Regions from separate parts of the Mus musculus genome. Here all the other regions are linked to region 1. Evidence: chromatin contacts called from public Hi-C and targeted proximity ligation data. All regions are on one chromosome and are shown on one strand. The core of a region is the stretch at or near the end of the contact, and the rest is flanking DNA. Distances in the headings are between cores, read along the strand shown. Region 1 overlaps Ms4a6d (membrane-spanning 4-domains, subfamily A, member 6D). Region 2 has its middle 20 kb from the start of Ms4a7. Region 3 holds the start of Ms4a4b (membrane-spanning 4-domains, subfamily A, member 4B). Region 4 holds the start of Ms4a4a (membrane-spanning 4-domains, subfamily A, member 4A).

Region 1 (3,147 bases), core at 93-2,592:
CCCTAAATTCAGGAGAAGAGAGGATGGTGTGACTGAGTCAGCTGATGCCCTCATTCCTGGGTGGAAGGTGATTGTAAAGATGAAACCATCTTCACCATCAGAGACACCATCAAGAAGGGAAAGGATCCTCCCAGACCTACAGATGGGCTAAAATTGATGCCTGGTCCCTTTATTCCTTGGAGCAAGTAGGGGAAGAGAACAAGCTAAATCAACAAAGCCATTTTCTGCCATTTCTCACCCTTCTTGGACATGGATCCTGACTATACTGTTCACTCAATGAGGAAGTAGAGAGGAGTAGTGACCCCAGGTCAGAGTCAACAGTTCCTGCTCTTGGCTCTCTTGATTAGTGTGGGGCTGGGTAAGTCTTTAATTTTCTAGTTTCTGTATGCTCTCTTATCACACCTGTGTAGTATTTCCTCTGCAGAGACTTGTGAGGGTTAGTGAGGTTCTGATCATGCAAGCAAACTCTTTTTAAGTTGGCATTGATAGAACCTTCTTCCTTAGGATTGATTTGTGTGTGTGTGTGTGTGTGTATGTGTGTGTGTGTGTGTGTGTGTGTGTGTGTGATGGTGAAAGGCAGAAAAGCAATCCAGTTTCTAAGTCTGTGACATCAAAAATCAACTCAAAGAAGGATCTATGTAAAGAACACATATCCCGTGACTCTGTCCCAAGGTCTTCATGAAGATCGCTTGATAGGAAGGAAGATGAGTGTCACACTGTAAACTCTTCATTTATCTGCGCACACGGCACGGGTAGAAAAGAGACGGCGCATGCCTCCAGTACCTAGACACTGTCCCAGGAAATACACTCAAGCCAGTCTCTGACTTACAGTGTGAAACTATCCCATGATGCCATCATTCTTTGTGGTCCACCCAGATTCCTCCCCAATTCTTCAGGCTTCTAAAATCAGGCATAGTTATTCCAGATGTTAATTTTCTCGCATTGTTATGTGTCTAATGCAAACATTTTTTATTGTTGTGGTTTTCATAACTAAGGAAGACTCCCTGGGCCCAGCTCCATAAGGATCTGAGAAAGCCTGGGGTTGAGAACTGATTGACTGTGATTTGTCTAGCTGTCTCTTGCTCATCTGACTTTTATAGTTACAGGACTATGGATGTGTTTCTGATGAGATGGAGGCCCTCACATCCTGCCAGTTACTCTTCTCCATTTCTCTGGATTTCTTTTTCTCCTCATTTAACAATCCCATCTCTTTGTGTTGTAATGAAAGCAGCCTTGAGCTCACTTCCACACGGGCTTGGTGCTCCTTGCTACTGTGATTACTGGAGGGAGTAGATGCCCTGACTTCCCCCCTACCCCCGCATTTCCCACGCTGTTTCTCAACTTGTGGCTGAGGTTTGCTCAGTTCACTTCATGCCTGTACCACACACATGCACCATGGTTCATGCATTTCCTGATTATCTGTTTTCTTTTGTTTCGTTTTTCTGGTATGCTTGCCTCTCTTCACTCACTACCCCATAAAGTAAGACTCTTGGTTTGACAACCTCATCCTTTATGCCTCTAAAACTGCATCCTTTATTCCTCTAATGCCTTCTTAATCCTTAGAAAATAGGGGTGGTCTTTATAGTTTTATCATCTACTTAATTTGGTAATTTCCCTCAATATTTTGCTATTACTACACGACCACTCGGTGTAGAATTTTAACAATATGTTCATTCTTGCCTCTGTCTTCCATGACTCTGGCTTTATCCTAAATGTACAAGCAAGAGTTAAAATAAAAATAAAAATGTCTATGAAAATACCACAATGAAACCAATTACTTTATATATTAGTTTTAAAAACTAATAAATTAAAAACAAAAACAACAACAACAAAAAGAATGAACAGAGTTTTGAATCAGGGAACAGAAGAAATATGCTGTCAAAAAACATCTTTAAAACCTGGAACATTTCCTTTTGAAATACTTACAGTCAGAGCAGCTTTGGCCACGAAGCAGCTGTTTAATGGCTCAGGGCTAAAGAAATGATAAGCATCTTGGGTTGTGTCTAGTTGTGTGAAAGCCAGCTTACATTGCTGCAAGGCAGGCTCTAAAGCAGCCAAACTGACAGAGAGAATAGCGATGCCTGTAAGAGCAGAGAGGACACTCAGGATGCTCAGGGCTAGGCTGCTGTGAACCTGGAATGACAACACACATCACATATGCCTCTTATTCACTACACTATAATAGGCCCAGCTGCTTGTCTCTTTCAGGATCTAAACCTACAATAGTTTATTTCTCAATGCCCTCTAGTGTCTGCAAACATATAAACCCAGAAGGTAAATTATGATTGGGAAAGTATGATCCCATGCCAGACAGTACTTCAGAGGCAGGGAAGAAAATAGTGTCTTTCTATCAGCTTCATCTATGACTACAAGTAGCATCCTGTTAGATAAACCTGAAAATTCTCCGATAGCGTGTAGCCAAAGGTGGGAATACAGAACCCAAATTTTCCCTATCTACCAATACCTTTAGTGATACAATTTGGATCTTGCATGCCTCCCCTGACCCCAAAAAATTGTGTGATGAAGACCTAATTTCCAGGTGGATGCTAGTGTAAAGTGGTAGAAACATTTGCCAGTGTAGCCTGATTGAAGATTTGTCATACCTTGTTTCCAAACATGCTCTGCCTCTCTAGTAGTTCCAAAGGAACAGATTCACACAGTCATGTATGAAGACTTCTTAAAATGTAAGCCCAAATAAACCTTTCTTCTTCATAAGTTGATTCATCCCATGTGTTTGTTGCAGAAAGTAAATCTGACTCATATACTTAGAGACCTCCATGGAACCCTCAGAAACACACAAGAGTGGTGGGTAGAGTAGTTAATACTCCCACCACCTGGCATACAACCTCTCTCTCAAAAGCACATACACCTGAAGATAAATGTGAGGACCTGGTTTGTAACATCAACCAGGCCCTGGGGTGTGTATAAGCATATGACTGGCTATGCTAAGGGTAAGGTACAGAAGACTCTATCCTTTGTCAAAAGAGGACAAAGAATAATACAATATGAACACAAACAGTGAGAGGAAGAAAGAAAGCAGTCAAGACTGGGCGAATGTCAAGACACAAGACCAGATATCCCCAGATTAGTGTTCTCAAGTTGTCAGTTCCTCAGTGACTGTCTGCTGCCACCCTGGATCTCATGCTA
Region 2 (3,077 bases), core at 559-3,058, 230 kb before region 1:
AATCTTCTAGATTTTGTCTCTTATTTACCCATGTTCCCTTTCCCTTCTTTAATGTTCTTATGACATAGGTGCTAGCAACTGACCTCTGATATTCTGTAAGAGCAGCGACTGCCCTTAACCACTGAGCAGTCTCTCTAGTCCTAAATGTATTTGATCATATCTACTCCCCACTCCATCCCTCCATCTCATCCTCAGGCCCTTCCCAACACATCTCCCTTCATTTTCATGTATTTTTTTAAAAATCCATCGTTTAATATTAGAGAATATGACCTTATAGCTCTTTGAAAGCTAGCCAATAGGGATGAAGCTCCCAGGTCACTAGCAGCTTGATTCAGTCATGTTGGATGGCTCCTGTGTTGTGTCTTCAGTGATAGGGTCTTACTCTCAAGTGTCAAAGTAATCAAGAGCAATGATGAGAGCGTGCTGACATTCGTAAAGGTGTAGCCATCTACTGGGGCATGAAAAACTATCAGTGGACAGCCACCAAAGAAAACGTTTTGTCCTTCCCCCAGGAGCTATGAATTGCCACTAGTTCCTCAGCTAGGGATGGGGCTCAGCAGGGCTCTCTACTGTATGCTAGAAATTTTAACCTGCTTGAACTCCTGCAAGTCCTAAAGACATAACTACAGATTCTGTGATTTAATGTGTATAACAGCTATATGCTGTCTAGAGCACTGCATTCCACAGCACTTCCGGGCCATTTCTTATCCTGAGGTTTAAGATATTTCATCCAGGCTATCAAATCTGTGTGCTAAGCACATGCTGGGAAAGTATGAGCATCTGAATTTGGATCCCCAGAACCTGTGCAAAAATGGAGGTGACCCATCTGTAATCTCAGTCCTTCCTGCTGTGAAATAGGAAGAGAGATAGAAGAGAGATAGGAAGGAGGCAGAAGACATGGAGACTTGGGTCAGCTAACCTGAAATCTATATAGCAGGAAACCAAAAATCCTGTCTCAAGAAAAGTAGAAAGTGAGGACCAATGTCTGAGGTTGTCCTTTGACCTTCACACATATTGTGGCATGTGCATGTACAAATGTATTAACATGAACACAAACGCAGACATGTACCACACATACATTTGCAAAGATAAAAAGAAAAAGAAATTTCTAGTAGTTAAATTCATTATATAAGTTTAATTTTAAAAAGCCTTCTAGAAGTAAATTAAACATTATGAGTTGATTTTTAAAATGGCTAAAATATTTACATGAATAAGAGAATCATATTTGAACTTTCCCACAAATTCAGGATATAACTTGAGTTTAAAATATTAGGCTTGACCAACAATTAATTGTCGATTACTCATTAGAACACAGATTTCTAATGATTAGGTAAGAATCAGAGAAGTCACTCAAGGGTGGCAGGTTCCATTCATCTGTAGACAGATAAGGAGAAGGATGTTTAGAGTTTTAGCTTGATTTGCCTCACATTTGTAACAAGAGCTTACGTTTGAAGACTACAGATGGGGACCCACTTTGGGACAGGGTGTACAAATATGTATCTATCAGTATCAACACAAATAATAGCTTTTATTGTATGTTCTGCTCTGGACACTCTACTGAATGCGTTATTGTACAATTTCATGCCAAACAAGTAGGACAAGCTACCATCACCGTGTAGTGAAGACTCTTATGCCTTCAATGTGTCAGATATCAAAGCCAGCGTTGAGAAATAATCTTCTCCGGAAGAGCATAGGCGGGAGCCAAACCACTTTGCTTTTCTGATCTCATTTTAACTTCCTTTACCTGACCACAAAATTGGGTGTTTTGAATCTGTGACTTCATATTGAATTCTTTCCTAGGAACTGGGAGGGCTGTGAGGGTCACCCGCCGTGCTACTCAGGTTCTGACAGGTGGGTACCACCCAGGAAGCCTTTGTTCAATGCTTTGAAATATTTGCTCACTTTCTGTAATCATCTTCATACTTGGTTTTCAAGTGTCATCTGTGAAATGGCACTCTTTCCTTTTGATCTGGCACAGCTACACCAATTGCTTGATCCTCTTAGCTTTATTTATGTAGTTTCTCTGCCTTATCAGAAACCTGGAAAAAGATCTCCACAAGAGGTTTTTTTTTGTTGTTGTTTGTTTGTTTATGTTTTTGTTTTTCTGGTTTCACCATGGTTACTTCAGGCACGTTTATTATGTATATTTCACATCCTTTCCTAATGGTATTCCTCTGAGATGCTTTATAAATATTTTGGTATTTAAACAAAAGTCTCTATTCAATTCTTAAACAATCAAATGAACATTTTAACTTAAATACACACACACTTTGTTTATAAAATGTTTTACTAGCTATCTTGCTGAATTTCTAATAGCTTTAATTAGTTTTCATTTACTAATTTTTAGCAGTTTGCCATGTATATTTATTCATGTTTAAATAATAGTAATTTAAAGAAGTTAGTTCAAACCTTTTCTTTAATGTTTGCAGAATAGTACCATGGGATATCTCCATTTATACACTGATTTTAATTTTAATAAAGCACATCTACCATTTATCATTAATTATTTAATTATGATACAGGTTTTCAGATCAAGACATATGCCAACACAGCATGACTAATGTTATTCTCCATCGTTGTTTATATGAAGAGTAATTTAGAATAACAGTGAGAGATTATTATTATTTAATCTTTTTTACAGGCCAGTCTTTATTCCTCTCCTAGTCCACCCTCTGACTGTTCCTCATCCCATTCCTCCTCCCACCATCTCCAAGAGGATGTTCCCCTACATCTCACCAGACCTCTCCCCTCCCTGGCGCCTCTCAGGGTTAAGCACATCTTCTCACACTGAGCAGCCAACCCTCATAACCACTGAGCCAACCTTTCAAGTCCCAGCCTTCATTTTATAAATTCCTGTCATATTTTCCGTTAAAAGCATTTATCCATTTACAGTTGCCCACTTTCCATCACTATGGCAAATAGTCGTGACAATTAACGTATAAAGATTTTGCAGTCATCCTCTTCTCTTATTCTTTTTCAGTTTTTCTGCTCCCTGTTTTACAGTGACCCCTGAATCTTGGAAGAAGGGGGTATGACAGATGTCCCATTTAGAGCTTGGAAGCCTTCAGTTCCTTATC
Region 3 (3,008 bases), core at 412-2,911, 150 kb before region 1:
GACACCATATCTTGCCATGTTCCTGAATTTGTTTTTCATTTTGAGAAGTTTTCTAGTAGAATTTTTTTGGGTTTCTCATGCATAGTATCAAGCCATCTGAAAATGGGAATAGTTTGTTGTCTTCTTTTCCTATTTGTACCCATTTCAATTTCCTTCTCTTGCCTTATTGTTCCAAATAGCATTCAGAACACAATACTGAAAAGGAGTAAGAATAATTGAATTCCTGTCTCTTTCTTGACTTCAGTGAGATTGCTTCAAGCTTTTCTTCATTTACAATGATGTTGGTTATGAGTTTCTAAAATATAGCTTTTATTATATTGAGGTGTCTTCCCTCTAGCCTTACATACTGTAGGAATTTTATCGTGAAGGCCTGTTGTTTTCTCAAAGGGCCTTTTCACATCTCTTGATATGATCGTGTAATTTTCTTAAGTTCATTTACACGATTTACTATATTAACCAACTTGTGAATATTGAGCCATTCCATGTTTCATGGATATAGCCAATGTTGTCATGGTAGATAATCTTTATTATGTATGTTTGTATTCTTTTTGTCAGTATTCTATTGAGTATTTTTAGATCTATGTTCATCAGGAAAATGACATGTAGTTTTCATGTGTGTGCGCACGCGCGCGCGCATGTGTGTGTGTGTATTTCTTTACCTGGTTTTGGGATTAGAGTGACACTGGTTTCATAGAGGGGGGTGGGAGTGCTCTTTTGTTTTGGCAAAGAGCAGCTTTGGCATCTACGGTAAACTGGAGTGGGTCATAGAGTAGGCAATTGGTCATTCAGCAGATTTTTATTGGAGGGAACACAGCTTGATTCTCTGGGGCTGGTGGAGGACTCCCTGGGGCTGGAAGAAAGACTCTGGGTCCAGTGAAACTTTCTGGAGCCAGCAAGAAAAAGGTGGGAAAGAATCAAACACACACACACACACTTGGTGGATGAAGCAAGCCTCAACAAGCTCCAACAACTTCACCCATTACATACATACATACATACATACATACATACATGCACATATACATTTGTTGGATCGAGCAAAGCTACAACAAATTTCACATATACACATATATACATATAGACATACATATACACATATACACATTTGTTGCATGTAGCAAAGCTCCAACAAGTTTATTTTTTTCCTACATCTTATATAGCCCAGTAAAATCTTTCAAGCCCTATAAAAATTACAATATGGTTACATTCCTTTTTTCATACAGTAAACAATTACAGTGAATATGTGTAGAAAAAAACCATTTTCCTAATACTCTCACTTGATCAAATGTTCTACATATTAGGGGTGAAAAACAAATTATGCCCTAGAGCCCATATTCATTTGTATTTAAGTAACTTCTTATAGATTAACAGAGTATACATAGACACGATAATTTTCTCAGCCAGTTTTTCTTACTAGCAGGTTGCAATGTGCACTTAAAGGAAAGAATCAACTATTTTGTTACTTATATTAAAAAGTAATCTTATGAAATTTTTTAAAAAGAATCAGAAGTCTAAATTCTATATAAAAAAACAAAAATTTCTACCTTGAATTTTCAGAGTACACATCCACCCATATATGATGGCTGAGATGGGTGGGGAGGAAATGTCAGAGGCAAAGGTTTCTGCCTCTTAGTCAGTGGGGGGAAGTCCTGACACAATCAAACAGTCTGCTATCTACAAAGGTGAATCAGAGTCCTGTGAGAACACACAAGCAAAGCTTCTCCTGGAATAAATCAGCTGACATCTGATCCTTTCCATTGTCTGGTTAGTACATCTTTATTATTTTATTAGAAGTTGAGGAGTAAATTTTACTTAAAACAAGGTTTTTTTTTAAAGAAAAGATTTATGTTTTATTCTGTAATATTTTATGATTAAAATAATATATAAAGCATGGTTTAAAATATGATAAGGAGATGAATATTTGCAATCTTTATTTTGTAACTTAAATATTTGAGTGTTTAAAGTTTGACATGTTCGCTCTACAATAGCCTGTCCTTAGTGATTGTAGGGAATGACAATGGAGTGTGAGATATTGAAATCCAAACACCATTTTTTTTAAAAGCCTTGTACGTAGAAACATAAGAATTGTCTATTTTTTCTAAACTATTGGCATTCCTAAGATTGTAAAACAAATGTCATACCTGATCGTTGAAAGCTTCTCCAGATCTAACAGAAGCACAAATAACATGAGAATAATTATAAATCACAGGGGCACAGGCTCCGAGGATAAACTCCCATGGGGAACACGCATGGGTGTGTGACACACTGAGCATTTCCACAGGATCTCATAAGCAGCGTTGAGGGGAAAATGGCCCTTTGAGGGAAGGTGAAAGTGAGTGCTTAGGGCACTTGGTAGATGAAGCAAGTTTCAACTAGCTCCAACAACTTCACATATTGCATAATACAAACATACATATATACTTACATACATTTATACATACATTTATATATACATTCATATGTGCATACATACATACGTATATACTTACATTTATACATACATTATACATTCATATGTGCATACATACATACATGCATATATATACATACATACATACATATAGAGATAGAGATAGAGATAGAGATAGAGATAGAGATAGATAGATAGATAGATAGATAGATAGATAGATAGATAGATATAGATATATATGTGTATATATACATATATGCACATATAGATATTGGGAAAATGTCTGAACAATTCCATGCTTCCCATCAAATGATATCAAGATTCAGGGTCATTGCTGGATGATGTTTCAACGACTGGGACTCAAATTGACTGTATGCCATGATAGCACAAGAACCTAAATTATAATTGCATCTACCTCTCCATGGGCCTGTATGAGCTCTGATAGGCATACTGGTGTTTCATGTTTTAACCAATGTCAGAGTTATAACAACACTCTTCCCCCCAACACCGGGGCCTCTGACATCCTCCATAGCCTCATGCTATGTGTGTGGTCTGAAGGAGGAACAGTCTAAATTCCAGGTGAGAATATCTTGATTGG
Region 4 (3,429 bases), core at 689-3,188, 210 kb before region 1:
CTCTATTCTTTGCTACTAATTTTATCTTTCACTGGCCCATTGAGAATGAATGGTAGAGCCTAGCTCATTAAGACTCCAAAGGCTCCAACCCAAATGACTCTAATACTAGAGTTTTACATGTTACAAAGCCCAAGGTCCCAGATCTACAGTGACTTAAAAAATACATGCTATTAAAAAATACTATTGTATTCTAGTACTTCTATGACTACATCTGGATTGTACCAGATCCAGTCCTTGTAGTGGTTGCTTCAGTTAATTCTCACTAGTATGGGGGAAATGATAATAAAATAACCTCAAACCACTGCTACTAAGAAAACCTTTTCTTCCTCCACTGCCTCAACATTGATAATAACTTCTACAGCTTCAACCACCAAGGCACCTTCAGTTATTAATGAGAGTCATCACAACTGAGGACGCTACATAGAACCTGTACTCCAGCATTCCCTGGAGCAAAAGAACTACCACCCCCCCCCCCCTCTAGTCTATTTGCTGTTGAAAGTTTTGCTTGGTTAAAATAGCTCTGTGAAAGTTTTAATGACTATTGAATCAGTACACAAGATCTCAGTTCATTCACAACTCTCTTACATCTGGTTAATTAGTCCATCAAGTCTCCTTTTGTATGTCATCACTTCTGGAAAGTCTTCTCTTTATTTCCAAGGCTGGGGTCAATGGGGTTCGATGATGACTGACTTAGTTTGTTATATGTTACCTTGCAGGGCACTGGTTAGCCAGGATTTTAGCATGTTTATTTGTGTGTTGACTCGTCTGAATTACCCAGACAGACACAGAACCAGAGTCTATTTATATTTTCTATACCATCTTATCTATGGCACATTGCTGGATATATGGACATTTTTCTTTAAGAAATTATTGAATGACTAAAAATTACCAACCACTTTCCTTTCCTCTTTTCTGTTGTTGGATGTATCTGTCCTTTGAGATCCTCAGCAAGTTGAAGTTTTGATCTTCAGTGGGGAAATGTGAAGGCAGGTAGAAGCTTTAAGATGTGTTGCCTAGAGATGAGACAACGTGTCTTTATCTTTTCACCTTTCCATCTGATCTCATCTCTTAGCCAGCTTCCCACCATTTTCCTATCTTTCATGGTGTGTTGAGCCCAGAGATCCCTAACTAAGACCAGCAAGGCCATGCTTTTGAGATTCTAAAACTGTGAGTGAAGTGTGTATTTTTATATATAAATTATACAACACCAGATATTACTTTACAGAATTGGAAAATAGACTAATGCTTACATTAATCTTAAGATTATTTTATTTTATCAACGAACAATCAATCCTATATTCTGGAAGATGACAAGATCATGTAGGCAATGATTGAAATAGATTTGTCTTTAATGTGTCTTTGGCTTAGAAATGGGTTATTTACTTTAAAATTGCAAAGCACTATTTACTTCTTTGTAACCAATGTGCTGCCACCTGATGGACCTTCGTAGTAAACCCCAAATGGTAGCACTTCATAAAAACCACACACGAAAAGCATGCATTGAAAGTTTTCTAGGAAAAGAAATGTATCAAGAAAATGTATGAAATTGTTATAAACAGGCATTTGCTAGTTTTGACTGTTTTGAGAGAGGTTCTCCTTATGTAGCTCAGGCTGGCTATAAGTCACAATTCTCCTGCCTCAGACTCCTGGATAAAGGGAAATGGGATTCCAAGAATAAATCACCAACAAATGGGATTTTCCCGGCGATTGAAGGGCCATGATATTGACTTTGGTCTGCTGAGTATGGACTTACACTGATATGCTCAGTAAAACCTGTGCTGCTGCTTTTTTGTAAGAGAGATTGTGACAGCCACTGTTTTTCTAGTGGATTTTAAAGAAGCCACATGTACACAACTAGGATGCAGAGTCAGGGGATACTTCAGCTAATAAAAAGGGAACTAGCTGTGTTTTTTGAGATCCTCAGCAGTAACCTTTAGGATTTAGAAAACATACTAGACTTCAGCTTTAGTCACACATGAGCTGTGACGGGCAAGTCATTGCATCTGAACAAAGAGCCCGAGGCACATTCCTAGAGACAGCTCCTCATCTGACACATAACAGGCTGTCCAGTTGAGAAGGAAGGTAGGTGCTGACTTACCTTTCCTAGGCTTTTGTGATGATGGTTTTTCATCTCTTGTTCTAGGAAAACTGGGAGTAGAATAAGGGGGGAAAAAGGCCTTGTTCTCTGGTACAAGCCACCATTCTGAATGTGAAGAAGGGTGTAAAGAGTTCACATGTACTTTGGGGTCTTTTGAGGAGCAATCTGTGCTGCAACCCTGGGAGGCAAGAAAAAAAAAAAAGGTCTGGTAAGAGCCAAAAGAAGGGTCTAAATAAGATTTTAGTTGTTTTTGCTTTTCAAAATGGAACCAGTATCTCCACCTTTGATCATTTCTGAATGTCTTTTCTTCTATTGTATTTGTTCTCATCTAATACTATTATTTTTAATAGTTAATAAACACCTGCCACATGCAGAACGTGGTAGAGACTATATAAGGCAAGCTCAACACACCAGTTTAACATACTTAGTCTGATCCTGAGAAAGACTGTGATCTAACCAGGTCCCCACTAATCTTTGGCACCATTCATGGGACTCTTAGAGCATAAACTTAAGCTCCTTTTTAGAAAATCTGTTAATAGAAGAGGCTTGAAGATTCTTAGTTATGGCCATTATGTAAAGGGCAGAGAAAACTGTGTGAGTCTTTCTTCAGATGAAATGGAACATACACAAAAGAGGGAAATCACTAGAAACTTGAATGTTAAGAAAGAGCTTGAAATGCAAGACACACTTATTTCTTAGTGCAAATTTTTTCCATCATTTTTTTCATACTAGTCTTCATTTTCTAAATCTTCTGAATGTATGTCTGGAAAAATAAGGACAAAAGTAATTGCAGTAAACAAATAAACCAAAGTACACATTAAATCTGACTGGAAAGAAACATCTGTCAATTTCCCAACATCTTTGTCCTCTATTGCTCGTGAGGGAAGTCACAAAGAATTGTTCAACACTTCCTTACCATTGTTGGTTAAGTAACTCATATGTGGTAGGGAGATGCATGTGAAGGAAGGCAGAACACATGTGATACTATCAGTTCCCAAGAAGAAATGAGAGTAGACTTTTTGTTGTGATGGCAGAGCAGAAAGGGATGTGGTCAAGATTTTCTGCAATGTAGCTGAATGTGTCTAGAATGCCAGAGCAGGAATAAAATCGATGATGTCTGAAAGCTGAAATATATTCAATGTATTTGATACTCCCAAAACAAAACGGGGCAAAAATAAAAATAATATTAGAAATATAGGTTGGGGTTGAAATATGGACTTCTCTTAATAGGAAATTAAAACTGTTTTATATTTTTAAATGACCACCATAGATATTGAGTGGGGTTAGATTAAATATACAAGATCAGATGGACACAAGAGGATGCTTAAAGG

Evidence for each region. Hi-C and Micro-C count contacts between places; a contact is called where the count stands out from the background.
Region 2: a contact with region 1 is called in a Hi-C map of bone marrow-derived macrophages, with 48 read pairs. A contact is called at or near these places in 26 of 484 Hi-C or Micro-C datasets (the AML12 cell line, B cells, CD4 T cells and 11 more), 8 of 130 datasets of targeted methods (CD8 T cells, the SCID.adh cell line, effector CD8 T cells and 2 more) and 2 of 9 other capture datasets (adipose tissue and liver).
Region 3: a contact with region 1 is called in a targeted proximity ligation map of CD8 T cells, with 15 read pairs. A contact is called at or near these places in 5 of 484 Hi-C or Micro-C datasets (CD4 T cells, bone marrow-derived macrophages, centrocytes and 1 more), 4 of 130 datasets of targeted methods (CD8 T cells, the SCID.adh cell line and effector CD8 T cells) and 2 of 9 other capture datasets (adipose tissue and liver).
Region 4: a targeted proximity ligation map of regulatory T cells shows a contact between it and region 1, with 13 times the contacts expected there. A contact is called at or near these places in 16 of 484 Hi-C or Micro-C datasets (B cells, CD4 T cells, CD8 T cells and 9 more), 5 of 130 datasets of targeted methods (CD8 T cells, bone marrow-derived macrophages, effector CD8 T cells and 1 more) and 2 of 9 other capture datasets (adipose tissue and liver).

Annotation. Positions count from the first base shown.
Region 1 is chr19:11,588,064-11,591,210 of GRCm38.p6, forward strand. Ms4a6d (membrane-spanning 4-domains, subfamily A, member 6D) reads right to left here. Exons shown (of 7, transcript NM_026835.2): 5 at 1,927-2,133; 6 at 1-2. Among named protein-coding and RNA genes, the nearest start is that of Ms4a6d, 15 kb to the right of the region's middle.
Region 2 is chr19:11,354,178-11,357,254 of GRCm38.p6, forward strand. No RefSeq gene overlaps it. Among named protein-coding and RNA genes, the nearest start is that of Ms4a7, 20 kb to the left of the region's middle.
Region 3 is chr19:11,441,897-11,444,904 of GRCm38.p6, forward strand. Ms4a4b (membrane-spanning 4-domains, subfamily A, member 4B) reads left to right here and starts at 1,662. Exons shown (of 7, transcript NM_021718.2): 1 at 1,662-1,764.
Region 4 is chr19:11,373,550-11,376,978 of GRCm38.p6, forward strand. Ms4a4a (membrane-spanning 4-domains, subfamily A, member 4A) reads left to right here and starts at 1,939. Exons shown (of 7, transcript NM_001310331.1): 1 at 1,939-2,082.